Linked DNA regions of Macaca mulatta: region 2 is linked to region 1. Evidence: chromatin contacts called from public Hi-C data. All regions are on one chromosome and are shown on one strand. The core of a region is the stretch at or near the end of the contact, and the rest is flanking DNA. Distances in the headings are between cores, read along the strand shown. Region 1 holds the start of AGBL3 (AGBL carboxypeptidase 3). Region 2 holds the start of CYREN (cell cycle regulator of NHEJ).

Region 1 (4,073 bases), core at 880-3,379:
AGAGTCTCCCCATAAGACATCCTGTGGTTCATCCCTCTGCTCAAATACTCCCTGGCCAGAGAGGCCTTCCCTGGCCATTCCATCTAAAAGAGCAACCCTGGCAAGGCCCCCCACCCCCAACACCCCCTATTCTCTTTTTTCCCCCTACTTGATTTCTCTTCATAGCTGTTATCGTCTGAGTGATATCATTTTTATTATCATCATTGGTTTGTTTACTCCCACCAGAATGTAACCTCCACAATAAATGTCTGGTTTTTTTCCTTGCAGTAGTGAACTGTCCCTAGTAGGCAGCAACCATCCTGTAAATGTGTTACACCAAGGCATGAGGATCCCTTGGGACCAATAGTTTGAGCCTGCAGTGAGCTATGATTGTGCCACTACACTCCAACCTGGGTGACAGAGCTGTCTTTAAAAAGAAAAAAAATTGTTAATAAAATAATGAATGAATATCATTTTCAAAGTTTTGCCAAATTCCTAAGATTTTGGCCAGGCATGGTGACTCATGCCTGTAATCCCAGTACTTTGGGAGGCTGAGGTAGGCAGATCACTTGACACCAGGAATTCGAGACCAGCCTGGCCAACATGGTGAAACCACACCTCTACTAAAAAATGCAAAAATTAGTGGTGGTGTGTGCCTGTAGTCCCAGCTAGTCGGGAGGCATGAGAATCACCTGAACCCCAAAGGCGGAGGTTGCAATGAGCTGAGATCGCACCACAGCACTCCAGCCTGGGCAACAGAAAAAGTGAGATTCTGTCTCAAAAAAAAAAAAAAAAAAAACCTAAAGTTTTAAAATTATGCACTAAGACCATTTTTCTTCCCATGGATTACTTGATATGTGATTATAACTATTTGGACTAAAAATCATGAAACTTAAGTCTCTCAGCTCTGCCATTAATTTCTTGTATAACCTGGTTAGATCACTTCTCAGTTTTACCTTGTGCAGCTGACATCCTATGGCTTACAGCCATGACTAAAACCCAACAGAAAAACAGATTACATATATAAAGATTTCTCTGTGCATGTCACTTTTAGTGACTTATGTATGGCTAAAACAAGGTTCAACTATAAGAGTGACTTTTCAAGAGGTTGATCTAAGATATACTCTATTAATATTCTCTGTCCAAGGTCTAATCTGGAAGGTTCAGACTTTTAAACTGCTGACCTCAAAACACCTATTTTCAGAAACTTACAAAATACAAAGAAATTATATTAACCCATTTCCATGCTTAAGCCATAGTGCTTTGCCCTTTATTCTACTTTCAAATTTGCTGCCATTCATTATCTCCATTTCTACATTATCACGAATCTCATGGCATATAATGCTTTGTGAAAAGTGTTTATTTACATTCTTATATCACCAAAATCTAGACTTTTTTTTCAGCTGTACTTGGAAAACTGTTCCAAATAGATTACATTACCCAGCAGAGCTAAAAATGAGGGAAAAAATCAATATGGGATGTTCATGAATAACGTCTGTTAATTAAATGAGACTACATATAGTGATTTGCAGTGATCAGGAAAACAGTGTTAAACATGCTAGCTGACGATTGCTATAAAGAATCTCTGAGCTGATAATTTTTGAGAATTCACCCTAGTTCATCTATGACTCTCCATTTAGTATTTAAGGAGAAAAGCCTCATTTTCCGAATTGAATAAAGAGAATTAATCACACAACTGTGTAGAATGGAACTCAGTCTGTATAAAAATCAAGACGAACGTACTTTTTAATATTCTAACATCTCCAAGGAGTAGTTTCAAGTACTGTACCCAAGAAGTTCAGGTAATTTGTCCATTGTCACACCGTTAAAAGTCAAGTGGGCTCCAAGGCGCAGTCCTAACCAGCATGCCTCCTCTAAGGCAATAGTCGAAGTGCAGACTTCGACTAGGAATTATTAGCTGTCTGGCCTTCCACGCTCCTAAATTCTTCCAACAGACCCCAACGCCTCCCAGACACCCTCTCTGACCGCCCTGCTGCCCACCCCAAGTTCCCAGCATGCTCTGGGCTCCGACTTCCTGGGGCCAAAACCTGCGCAGGCTCCTTTCCTCCGCACTGGTTGTAGGTGATCGCCGAGGGCTGCTCAAAGTCTCGCGAGGGCGGACCCGTTGCCTGGTGACGAGAGTTGGGGGCGTGGCTGGGGCTGCGGATCGCCAGTAGTGGCATTCCTTCTAGCGGCTGGACCCTGGGTTCTCCGCTAGATCCCAAGATATTGTCCCTGCACGGAAGCGACGACTGGCCTGACCAGAGGACTCGGCCAGGATCTAGGTGCCGGCCCCAACGGGACGGTGAGGTAGGCAGAAGGAAGGTGGGGCGCCCCCTGCGGGAAGCGAGCGCGCCCCGGAAAATGAGCGCCTCACCACACCCTGGTGGCCAGGAGTGAGTGCGGGAAGGAACTCGGCCGCCTAGAGTTGTGGCCTCATCCTGGCTCCCGCCAAAAACCCCTTGGTACTGTCGGGACGCGGCTGAACGTGGACGCGCCCGCACCTGCCCTCCTCCGAGGTGGTGGAAGACACCCGCGGAGCGCCGGTGAATAAGGGACTTCCCCTGAGGCCAGAGCTGTATCCACAGCAGGTCAGCACTTCGTGTGCCCCGTGTGCACCTGTAAGGAGTGGAATTTACGCCAGTCGGGTTTTCCAAATGTGGAGTTGTGATGCCCAGGCAAAAACTTCAGTTTCTTAGGACTGAAGGTGTCATCTATGAGACAATCGGCTCCGTGGCATTGGCAGTGATTTGCCATAGAGCTTGGACTTAACTTATAGGTAGTCCACGCTGCAAAACATGCTTTCTGTAGAGAGGGGCATAAACCAATAGATTTGCAATTGTCGAGTCCTTTGGTCTCTCAAGAACGATGGGAACTTGACAAGAAATTTCGATTATTCCCTGGTCTTAGTATTAACCACATGGGAAGATACTTACATAGAATGGTAGTGGTCATTACCGATACAACCTTCTGGTAGCTATTTAGATTTCTAAGAATAAGAATAATATAAATGAATATTAGACAGTATCTACAGAATGATAATCAAAATGTAAAGTCTTGTCACTTGAACTTTTGGTCAAGTGAAAATCAAGGAGAAAACTTAAAATTATATTGCTACATTTCACAAAGTGACTAATTTTTAAAATTCATTATCTTTTAATGCCTCAGTATCATTCTGAACTTGCTGTGTAGTATTCAATTGTAAATATAATAAAATGTGAATGATTTGGCTGTATACTCTGGAAATTCCTTTTAATTAAATGATTTACTTGATTTGTCTTTTATTGTGGTTGTTGTCTCTTACAGTCGTGGAAAATTCCTTTAAATCTCTGAAATTGAAGGTGTTATTAGTTGTACTGTAGTTTTTAGAGAAGACTGTTGTGACTGTTAAATACAATTGAATATATTTTTGAGTACTCATTTAATGTAGTAAACACAGCTTGAAAAGAAAAGCTGTCAAATAATTTCCTTAGAAATTGTTTTACAGCCTACCCGTATATTACAAGAAATCTCAAGTCAAACACTGGAAGAGATGTCAGAAGATTCAGAAAAGGAAGACTATTCAGACAGAACAATCAGTGATGAAGATGAATCGGTATGTTTTTCTCAACTTTGTTTTACTTGGAGATAAAATTTGTATTATATAAATCCCTAATTAAAGTATTATAAAGTCAATTGGATATAAAAATCAATTGGATGTTTAAATTATTGTCATTGAAGTTGGGAAATAATTTGGCTGAAAAAGCTGAGCTATCACTGGGAACACTATGCCCTGTCTAGAAAGAGAAACTGTGTTTGTATTTTTTTGAGAAAATATTTTAGCTAAGATTCTTCTAGGTTTTATTAAAATTTGTGTATGAAATTTTTAGTAGGGTTTTTAGGATTAGTGTCCACTTATTTTCTTATATGTGCTGATTGGATTGTGTTACATCGTAGTATGAATCATAGTAGAACCACCATGTTCTAACCTTGTTGTGTATCACCATAACAGTTTATTGTGGCTCTGATGTCATAGAGGAAGGGACATGGAAGAAGAAAAAGGGGGGAAAATGTAGTATTTAAAATTCTTTAGTCTGTTTCTACTACATATTCTG
Region 2 (3,632 bases), core at 1,129-3,628, 170 kb after region 1:
CCTGACCGCTTGCTGGCCCCGCAGCTGCTGCTCATCTGTCCATCCCTAAAGGGCTGTCCACAGGAGGAGCAGGCACCACTCAGAACAGACCCTACCACTGATCTTGCCCATCTGATGTTACCATGTTTGTTGTAAAGGAAGAGACTCACATTTTGGACAACTGGCCTCAGAGATTGGCTGACATGGAAAACCCATTGTGTGTGTGCTGACAGCAGAGCACTCACCAGTGCAGAGGCAGAAGCGGGTTCCTGTCCTCGAGGTTTAACCCATTTTGCCTCCTGCCCACAGCCCCTCCACCTCCTAAAAGCTCAAGAGATGATCAGACTGAAAACACCTGCCCATCTTGCTGTTCTGCCTACGCTGGAAGACCTGGCCCAGGTCGTGGAGGTCCCTGCTCCACTCGCCAGATTCACAGGAGTTATCTGACCAGAGTTGTCGCACCTTGCTGCTGCCACCGGCACTGCTGCCATTCTCATCCTCTTGGGGGCCTTTGCTGGTGCCACATTCTTGGTAGCCACCTGGGCTGTCAGCCATGAGGGAAGGACCCTCTTTTTAGTCTCGGATTGTAAGGTTTCCATCTCTGTACCTTCTCACAAAGAAAAGTCAGGGCCAAAGCTTAATGACCTGCTTTTTAGTTCAGGAAGGTAAATCCCGTTCTCTCGTCACACCCGGAATTACAGGTCCATTTGTCCTCAGTGGGAGTTGATCTTTGATTCCTACAAAGAATAAAGTTCAGTGAATTCCAATACCTCCAGTCATCAAGCAGTTACCGGCCGGTGCAGGGCAGGCCAAAGGTGACCAAAAGGTGAGCAGGGCCCAGGAGACTCAGACGGCCATTCACAGACATCAGGCAGACGTGATTGTGGGCATGAGAGCGGCTCAGGAGAGAGCCCTCTGACCTCCGCAAAGCGGTGCCCCCTACAGGCAGCCAGAGCCAACCAGAGCTACCTCCTGCAGCCTCTGTGCTGACTGACTCAGCACAGGAGGAAAGGAAGAGGCGGAGGCCCCCAATGTTCCTCCTCATTACCACCCCAAATGCCAGTCCTCGGGATGCCCAGCCCATCTAATCCCTAAAATATCTCTTAATGGCCTCTCCCTCACCTGGTCAACTCGATTTCTCCACTCCTCTGTGGTGGCTCAGTTACATGAAACTGAGGGCATTTTATTTCACAATAAAGTCTCATTGGCCAACACCCCGCCCTTAAGCTAAAGATATTTCTGATTGGTCAAACTTGAACCAGCAATAGGGGCCACGAAGCATAACTGTGCCAGTCTGTGGACTCTGAAGCCCACGCCAGACTCTGATCTAGTTTGGCCTCTCTTCTTCCTATCCCAATTGTTCTGCCTCCAGTCTGCAGTCCTGGAGCTCAGTCCTCACCCAGAGAGATGGAATTGTGACTCAGAGGGCCTAGGTCTCTACCTTCCACTTAGGAATTAAGCCACAAGCTCCTGAAGCAGAGGTATGCCCAGAAAAAAGTAGTCAGCGATAGTCCTCTCTGAATCACAATTTGATAATGTATTGCTCATTCAGAGGGCTGTTTACAACTTAAGAAAAAATATTAGCAGGCCCTCCTCCTAACCTGTATGGCCACGGGGCACACCTTTGCCAATGCCCCCTCATTTCTGTCAAAACTCATTGATATTAGTGACTCCTACTCCCTAAGGCGCCTCGCAAGTGCACTGCTGCAATCTATGTGGACAAATTTGGTTCACCCTGGGGTGCATATTAAGTACATTTCGCAAACGAGGAACTGAGACTGAGTTAACTTGCAGAAGATCACAGAGAAGTTTGAAATCAGCTGGTTGGATTCGCAGCCAGGTCCTGCAGACTCCAGACCCCGCGCCTCCCCGCCCTGCTTCTGGGCCCGAAGGGCAGGCCGCAGCACCTTCCAGAAGCCGGGTCTCCGGGGCACCGCGCTCGCGGACAGACCTCAGTCCCATGCCGGCCGTTCCCTGCCTAAGCGGAAGGGGGCCCCCGCGGGAACGCGATGTGATGCCAGTTCACAGCCCGCCCTCGCTCTTGGGGCCGGTACCCGCTGCTGGACCTGTGGGAGGCCCAGAGGGCCAGTGACTGCGGAGGGGAAGGCGGCGGCGAAGCACCGCAGGGGCCTCGCTGACCCTGCCGCACGCGGGTCAAGGCTGCACCGGCTCCTTCCGACCCGAGGAACAGCGCGCTCCTCCCGCCGGCTACTGGCTTCCCTGCTCTCAGGTTCCCTCTCTCCACTTCTTGTGCCCCTTCTTAGCTTCCAGAGCGGAGCCAGGAGGCAAATTCCGAGCGGTTGTGGGACCCGCGCCCCACCCAGAACTTAAATCCCCACCTTCTTTCCTAGCACCGGAACTCCCCTGGCCTCCTCTGGCCGCCTGCGTCTTCTGCGCGCTCCCGCCTCGTACACTTCCGGTCCTGGCGCGGCTCCCGGACCCCTCGGAGTCCTAGCACCCGGGACACTTCCGGCTCTGGGCAGCTGGCTCACTGGGAGGTCCGCGGGCGCCCCCTGCTGGCCGTGCCTGCGCCCCTTGCTGGCACACGGTTTCCTGCGCACTGCAAACGCGAGGCAGGGCAGCAGGCCTGAGGAAAGTGAGTGTCCATTCCTGGCCCCTGAAGTTAGTGGAAGGGAATGGGAGTGTTTTGGAAAGGCCTCCCGGGAATTCCCTCGGAAACCAGGTGGAGGATCCCTGCTGAGCCAGGCAGCCCTGGAGTGCTGGAGGAGGATGGGAGCCCGGCCTCCATTTGTTATCCTAATGAAGTGGAAAATTAAGAAGATAATAGAATAATAGCATAAGTGTAGCAGGACAAGCTGCAGACAAAACTCCTCAGACACTGAGTTAAAGAAGGAAGGGGTTTATTCAGCCAGGGCCATCAGTAAGACTCCTGTGTCAAGAACCGAGCAATTCCTGTCCCTTTTAAGGGCTTACAACTCTAAGGGGGTCTGCGTGAGAGGGTCCTGATCGATTGAGCAAGCAAGGGGTACGTGACTGGGGGCAGAATGTACCGGTAATGAAATCGGAACAATACAGGATAGGGATTTTCACAGTGCATTGCTATACAATGTCTGTAATCTATAGATAACATAACCGATGAGGTCAGGGGTCGATCTTTAACCACCAGGCCCTGGGTGTGGCCCCAGGCTATCTGCTTGTGGATTTCATTTCTGCCTTTTAGTTTTTACTTTTTCTTTCTTTGGAGGCAGAAATTGGGCATAAGACAATATGGGGGGGTGGTCTCCTCCCTTATAAGTACTAATAGTAAAATTATAGTAAGAGAAATAAAAGCTCATAGAATGAATTGCTGTATTAACCAAAGCTGAAAAGAATTTCAGCCCTCCTGAAGTTAAAGGAGGATATTAACTGCCAGTCCCAAGAAACATTAACTGTATCTGCCCTTCAAATATTTTGTGGGCTCTGTTAAGTTTGTGTTTTCTTTCTTCCCTGCACAGCTACAAGGTCTCACAGTGTGTCCGGAATTGACTGACTTCAAGAATGAAGCCACAGACCTCATTGTGAGTGTAAGAACTTTTACAGTGCTTAAAAGATGGTGAGTCCAGAGTTTGTTCCTTCTGACGTTCGGATATGTTCAGAGTTTCTTCCTTCCGGTGGGTTTGTGGTCTCACTGGTTTCAGGAATAACCTGAAACC

Evidence for each region. A called contact is a pair of places that touch in the nucleus more often than the background predicts.
Region 2: a contact with region 1 is called in a Hi-C map of CD4 T cells, with 5 times the contacts expected there. The contact joins the promoter of CYREN here to the promoter of AGBL3 in region 1. A contact is called at or near these places in 5 of 14 Hi-C or Micro-C datasets (CD4 T cells, blood, cortical neurons and 2 more).

What each region holds. Positions count from the first base shown.
Region 1 is chr3:174,820,016-174,824,088 of T2T-MMU8v2.0, forward strand. AGBL3 (AGBL carboxypeptidase 3) reads left to right here and starts at 2,130. Exons shown (of 14, transcript XR_013415607.1): 1 at 2,130-2,570; 2 at 3,467-3,574. It overlaps LOC106997680 (a long non-coding RNA gene), which reads right to left and starts at 1,996. Exons shown (of 4, transcript XR_013415622.1): 1 at 1,723-1,996.
Region 2 is chr3:174,992,696-174,996,327 of T2T-MMU8v2.0, forward strand. It overlaps CYREN (cell cycle regulator of NHEJ), which reads right to left and starts at 2,379. Exons shown (of 5, transcript XR_013415620.1): 1 at 2,319-2,379; 2 at 625-716. LOC114677041 (a long non-coding RNA gene) reads left to right here and starts at 1,990. Exons shown (of 4, transcript XR_013415621.1): 1 at 1,990-2,209; 2 at 2,331-2,575; 3 at 3,435-3,632.